Regions from separate parts of the Mus musculus genome. Here region 2 is linked to region 1. The links are chromatin contacts, called in public targeted proximity ligation maps. All regions are on one chromosome and are shown on one strand. The core of a region is the stretch at or near the end of the contact, and the rest is flanking DNA. Distances in the headings are between cores, read along the strand shown. Region 1 has its middle 3.5 kb from the start of Gm9895. Region 2 overlaps Jak2 (Janus kinase 2).

The links.
Region 2: a targeted proximity ligation map of embryonic stem cells shows a contact between it and region 1, with 4 times the contacts expected there. A contact is called at or near these places in 39 of 484 Hi-C or Micro-C datasets (the AML12 cell line, CD4 T cells, CD8 T cells and 24 more) and 25 of 130 datasets of targeted methods (Th17 cells, Th2 cells, bone marrow-derived dendritic cells and 14 more).

Annotation. Positions count from the first base shown.
Region 1 is chr19:29,062,110-29,065,560 of GRCm38.p6, reverse strand. No RefSeq gene overlaps it. Among named protein-coding and RNA genes, the nearest start is that of Gm9895, 3.5 kb to the left of the region's middle.
Region 2 is chr19:29,283,840-29,287,290 of GRCm38.p6, reverse strand. It overlaps Jak2 (Janus kinase 2), which reads right to left. Exons shown (of 25, transcript NM_008413.4): 9 at 2,297-2,454; 10 at 879-990. Among named protein-coding and RNA genes, the nearest start is that of Jak2, 34 kb to the right of the region's middle.

The DNA of each region.
Region 1 (3,451 bases), core at 346-2,845:
AGGACTCGGGCATTCCTCTAGATTTATTCCACACACACACAGTGGACTTGATGCTTCTGAGCTCAACCCCATGCAGCTTTCCCTAGAGTTTTCCCTAGAGTTGCATGTTAGCTCTTCAGGAATGGGAAGCTCTGCCCCCCATTAACTCAAACACATCTGTATGCAGTCTTCATGCCACTTGGGCTCCTATGCTCATACCAGACACCTCCAAACAGGACACCCCCCTACGAGTCAGTTTGGGTCACACTGGCTTCTGGTTGCCTGTTTTGCTTGGCTCCTATCTAACTGTATACCAGGTTATTCAAGGAAGAAAATGAGAAATTGTATCCGTTCTTTTGTTATTTTATAGTATTTGTTTTAAAAAAATTATCATACAAGGTATTAGTCATCACAGTATTTGTTTGTTTGTTTATTTTTGGGACAAGGTTTCTTTGTGTTGTCTTGGCTGTCCTGGAATTCACTCTGTAGACCAGGATGGCCTTGAACTCACAGAGATCCACTTGCCTCTGCTTCCCAAGGGCTGGGATTAAAGGCATGCACCACCACCACCGAGCCCTTAAAGCATTTAATTTAATAGATTCTCCTTTCCCTCCCCTCCCCTCCCCTCCCCTCCCCTCCCCTCCCCTCCCCTCCCTTCTCCCTCTCCCTCTCCTCCCCTTTCCACCCCTCCCCTCCCTGCTCTCCTCTCTTCTTTCCCAGGAACTCTATGCTATGGTGTGACCTAAACTGTGTGATTCCCTTGAATTACGCCCTCTTGTGCAAGGAGTCTGTGCTGTAGACTCCTTGCTTCCTCCTTCGAGTCCCAATTCTCTCTGCTTTGGGCTTGGAGCCTTGGGAAGACAGCAAGCACCTCAGGATGGTTCCTCCTTCAGGGCCCCTGGCTGAAGGTCTGCTGGCAGAAGAAACCAGTTCAGCCGGGGCCATGGTCTTGCCTGATAGTTGGCTGTTGGTTCAGGCCAGCCCTATCAGTCACTTGCACGCCGATGCCCTTTGGGGGAAGGGGAAGAGGCGTTGGCTACGGAGCCCCAGCCTTTAACTGTGGGCTGACTTCCCACGTCTCAAAAGACTGCCAAGACAGCCCTTCAGACAGCTTTGTGAGGGAAATGGTTTTAAAAGGTTAGTCCAATTAAACACCCATAAAGGAAACAGTAGATGACTAACAGAAATTACAGGCTAGCTACACTCTTACTGAAATGGCAGACTCATTTGTGTCTTTGAGTAATTTCATAACACACAGTGCTTGCTCATAGAGAATGAAAACTAGGACCATTAGGAGTGTCCATCCAGTCCTTTCATTACCTCCCAGGCCTTGTCAGGTTGCGTTCCCTGGCTTCTCTCATTCAAAGCACGCCATCAGAAACCAAATTACTCATACAAGTGAGAGTTACAGACAAAGTAAATACGTAAAAATATAATCCAATTGAGCTGCCTTTGAGGCTTGAATTTCCAGCAAAACATTTCCTGGGACGGCATTTACGTCGACTCAGCGCCACCTGCCGGTAGGTGGAATCTTAGCAACTGAATGTTCATTGGCCAGGCACGGCCACGTGGGTAGAGTGGGGGCGGGGCAGCTCATTCCGCCTATTCATTCTGAAAGCAGTCAGGTGTGTTGGTGAAGTGCCAGGCGCTGTGTCCTCAGTGAAAGGAATATCATCACTGCCCTGTCTAGTGCCGTACTTCTTAAAACTAGGCACAAGCCGGAATCATCCTGAGATGAAGTTCAGACTTTTAGACTCTCCTCTAAAAAGATTGTAGTTAATGGACTAGAATAGGTCCTGAGAACCTGTATTTTTAAACAGAATGGCTGACTCAGCAGTTCTCAACCTGTGGGTTGCGACCCCTTTGGGGATATTTCACAGGGGTTGCCTAAAATCGTCAGAAAACACAGATATTTACATTGCCATTCATAATAGTAGCAAAATTACAGCTATAAAGTAGCACAAAAAATATATATATATGGTCGTAGATCACCACAGCATGAAGAACTATATTAAAGGGTCACAACATTAGGAAGGGTAAAGACGACTCATCTAGGTGATTCTGAGGAACAGGAAATCCATGAGGAAAAAGTAAATATAGAGAAAAGCCGAAAAATCTGTAAAGGCAATGGGGCCTGGGACTCCCCTACTTCTGCAGGTAGCACGAGGAGCCACAGCCAGAGCAGTTGTAGGCAACTGAAGGCTTAGGTTTGATTACTAGTGTAAGATGGGGGTGTGAGTATGATATGAATGTTGTTGCCCTGCTTTTAACTATGGCTGCAGGTGAGCCCTGGGCTCCCATTCATGTCCTGGATTGACTTGGTTTTGAATATAAGAAACAGGTATAGGTCCTATAGGTCCCCTTCTCAGCATCCTTCTATCCCGTGGGTCCTGGGGGTTGAACCCAGGTCATCACTGCTGTCAGCAAGCGTCTTCATGCACCGAGCCGGACCCCTGGCCTTCTAAGTCCTTTTGTTTTGTATTGGTTTTGCTTTGCTGGGAATGAACATGGCTTTCCTGCTGAGCCCCAGACTAGCCCGTTCTTTATATGACATCACACCATGCCCACAGCTGATCTGATCCAGCCCCTGGAATTCCTTTTATATCTGTGTAACTTTCTCCACAGATATATGTCTGTGGGTGCTATTTGGAGTCAAAAACAGACTTTTTCTGGATGTCCACTCTTTGTCCCTAAGGGGCATGGAGAAACTTCTCACTCTGTTCTTCTGCTGTTGATACAAAACACAGTTCTTGCCTCAAATGGGATAGTTTATTCTGGAGCCAAATGTGGGTGACCACAGCCCAGGAACACAGATCCAAGCAGACCAGAAAGATAGATCCCACTGCAAAGGGCCACATGAGATGTATTAATTATGGAACAAAGTCATAAGTCAAGACAGTTACCAAATACACTGGTGGAGACAACAGTTAGGCAGGCTACAGCAAAGCAGGGAACCTTTGTTATAGGTCCCAGATGTGATCTGCTAACATCCTAACTTCTGGGTTGGTGGAAACTGGTGGTCTGTTAAGAATACATCCTGGGTCAGACACAGGGATGGGCAGTGCATGGCTTTCAAAGATATTTTGCTCGGGTCTGTAACAGTCTTTGTGTATGTGAGGATGTGTAGATGGGTGTGCTTGTGTGTGTGTGTGTTTATGTGTGTGTGTGTGTGTGTGTGTGTGTGTGTGTGTGTGTAAGGATGCCCTTATAAGTGCACAAAGGCCAGGCCAGCCGGGAGAGGTCAGGGGACAGGTGACTTCCTCATTTGCTCTCTGCCTTATTCCCTTAAGATAAAGGAACCTGAACCTGGAACTCTGGTTTTCACTAGGCTGGCTGGACAGCAGGCCCCAGGATCAACCAGTCTCCACGCCTCATTCCCCCTTCCTCAGTGCTGGGGTTGCAGGTGCCAGTGGCCATACCTGCTCTTTCAGTGGGTGCTAGGGATCTGAACTCAGGTCCTCTGGTTGTATAT
Region 2 (3,451 bases), core at 506-3,005, 220 kb before region 1:
TCTGAATAAATACTATATTTTCCAATATTGTCTATTTCTGCCTATACTAATCACAAAGCTTAACTGAGTATGTTAAGTATACTTTAAAATTTTTGTTTTCCAACAGATTTTTGAAACATAGGTTTCTATCATACATTCTCTAATTTCTCATCACACCTATTAGGCCCAGTGATTGACAAACATTTGAGCATGGTGAGTAAGTTATGTAATGGTGAAGGGACGAGGTACATACACCTGCTGCCCTTATACTCAGTTCCTTCACTACATGTGCTGAGTGCTACGTAGGTGCTTTTAGGAAATAATTGAATAACATCTTTACCTTCTATATTTTTATAAAATAAATCTAGATGTTGCTACAAATCCTCTCAAGATTTAGAGCATGTAGCTGCATATATTTTAAAGATAAATATGGATAAACAATCTTCGATGAGATCCAAATTCACGTGCATTTAACAGTGAGTGTCCAGTGCACTCTTATATGCAATCATGTCCCTGGTGCTCTGAATGTCGCAGTTAGTAACCTATTCTAGAATCAGGAAATGTTCTTGTCACTTATTTTCCTCTAAACGATTTGGTAAATATTTTTGGTTGTTGTAAGTAGACTTGAGTATACTTAACGAAATAACCACTTGACACATGGCTAATACTCAAACATCAAAAAATAAAATAAACGTCAAAAACAAAGGCATTATAGTTATTTATGTATTTACATTAACTTTATGAATTATTTATTTTATGACATTTTAAGATATGCCAAGTATGACTATGCCAATTACCATCTCAAGAACTATAATTCTTAATATTAAAAATAAAATACTTCTTGACGGAGAAAGACAGATTACACAACATGTTGCTATTAATAAATGTGACCTACTAACCTCAACAGCAAAGGTCAGAAAGTATTTGTTGAAGTCCTTAGGGCTGCATCGTAGCACATATAGTCCAGTCTGGTTACCCGCCTTCTTTAGTTTGCTAATGGCAAAATCCATTCTACAAGTCAAGGAGAAATCATATGAATGGCAGCTTGCACATGTGACTGACAGCCACAGCAACCAAATAAAAATCACGCCTCAGAACACTCCCTACTATATATAGCTACAAAATTTGTTTTCAAGAGAAATAAGTGTATCGAGTTATTTTGTAGTGAGTTCAAACCAATTCAAGGAATAATTATATTATTTTAAGACACTACGAAACAATAAAGCCACGAGGAAAATTCATTCATTTTGATGTTCTGCTTTTTACAAATTGAATAATTTAAAAAATATACTCCCATAAAATCTCTCATGTCTCTTCTATCCCAGAAATACTAATACAAAATCATCTTTCTATATTTACAACAGTATCAAATCTAACCGAAGATCTGCAGTGACTGGAAAATACCAGTCCAAAAATGTCCTATGTGCCAAAAGAATTAGTATGTGCATAAATTTCAAAGACGCAGCACTGGAGAGCAGGATGTAATTTACACAACAATAGGAGGCCTGCAAAGGTGCTGGGTGGTCATAAGGTCCCTGCCCTGCTGAGAACAGCCAAGAGCCACCTGGAAACAGGGAGTCTCAACTGAAAGACTGCTCAGATTAGACTGGCCTGTGGCCGCGTCTGGGGGATTATCTTGACTGTTAAGGGATGTGGGAGGGTGCTGCCTACGATGCTTTCCTTAGGCAGGCTGCCCATAAACAAGGAGAGTGAGAAAGGAAGCAGGGTTTGCGTGGTTTCTGCCTCGGTTCTTGTTTGAGCTCCTGCTCTGGCACCCTCTATGATGGACTGTGACCTGGACTGTGAGCCAATTAAAAGGCCGTTTCTCTTCATGTTGCTTCTGCTCAGCAACAGAAAGCAAACTAGAACAGTAATTCGTAGCCTTGGGTATTGAAAGGTAAAGAAATGAAAATACAATTAAGTATAAATCCAGACTATATTTAATTAGAATGTCCAAACAGTGAACCTTTTCGGCACTGTGTAAAGTTCCCCTGCACAGTACTGACCTAGAAACATGGGTATTAAGCACACTTTGTAGAACATTTCCCTCTGAAAAATGTACTCTGGTGACCAGGACAGCGTGTCAATGTCTTCCTTACAACTGTCTTGTTGCTTTGAGGAAAGGTCTCTCACTGAGCCAGCAGCACTCAGCTGTCTGTCTGGCCTGAAGCTCTCGGGATGTGCCTGACTGTCTCATCTGTTAGATCGGCTATGTTCAGTCTTGTACTGGAGTGCCTGGAATTCGGACTTCCACAGTCCTTATGCTAACCTACCAGCCAGCTCCTAGAACTGTCCTGTGAAATGTGGCATTACTCACGATATTGGGCCGTGGCAGTTGCTGTGTATGTTCTCGAGCACAGCTGGGGGAGCCACCTCTTTGCAGAGGTAATGGTGCGCATCCGCAGTTAGTCTGTAATACCCGTCAATTAATGACACGAATGACAAGGCTTCTTTTAATGAGCTAAGTTCTATCTCCTAATCAGAAAAGAAAAAGAAAACCATGGAATTAAAAAACCAATTAAATTCTAATGTTGGAAATTCTCTATACTCTATTCTGGTTAATTTCCTCTAAATTGTTCAAATATTTTGTATAACTTCCAGTTAGTTCCCTAGCATGATTTAACAAATCCTTCTATCTGATATGTAAGACCCTCCCAAACACAGGCTTAGCTCACCTTCCCAGTTAGTCACTAACCATTCATAACTATACACTTCAATGACCCTGAGAGAGTTAGTCAGAATCTAATACATACATAAAAGTTGAGATTAATTATAAATACAAACATTTATTTTTATATACTGCTCAGACTAAACTACATGTGTTAGGATATGGAAGTATGCTGAGATTTTTTTTTATTAAAATATATACATATGAACATATAATCAAAAATGTGTCACTTTATCTAATAGAAAAGCACACATACTTAAAAAGTACTTATTTTCCATTTATCAAAATAATCAATGTAATTGAATGCTTTTTAAAAAAGCCCTATTTATAGCAGCAAGAAAAATGCCCTATGTTGAATTAAACTTAACCAAAAAATTGAAAATGATTGTTAAAAGTTTCAAAATACTCTTGTACAATGTAACACATTATCTGCATACACAGAAAATGAATTATGTTCTTGGATAAGGAAATTCAAGATTATAAAAATATAAAAATATCTCCTAAAGTGGGCACAATGGCATATGCCTTTAAGCCCAGCACTTGGGAGGGAGATCTCTGTGAATTCAAGGCCAGTCTGGTTTACAGGACAACCAAAGCCACATAGTGAGACCCTGTCTCGTGAAAAACAAAAACAAAACAAGCACAGAAATTCCAAATTAATTTCTAAATTGCACAGTCTCCAAGAGAAGGCCAACAGATACTCCAGTTGATACACATGGGAAAACCAGACAAACATGGGACTCTGAACACCAGCGGAGTGGACATCAGAGAAGTGATGACTCACGCATCAGAGAAGGATGCATC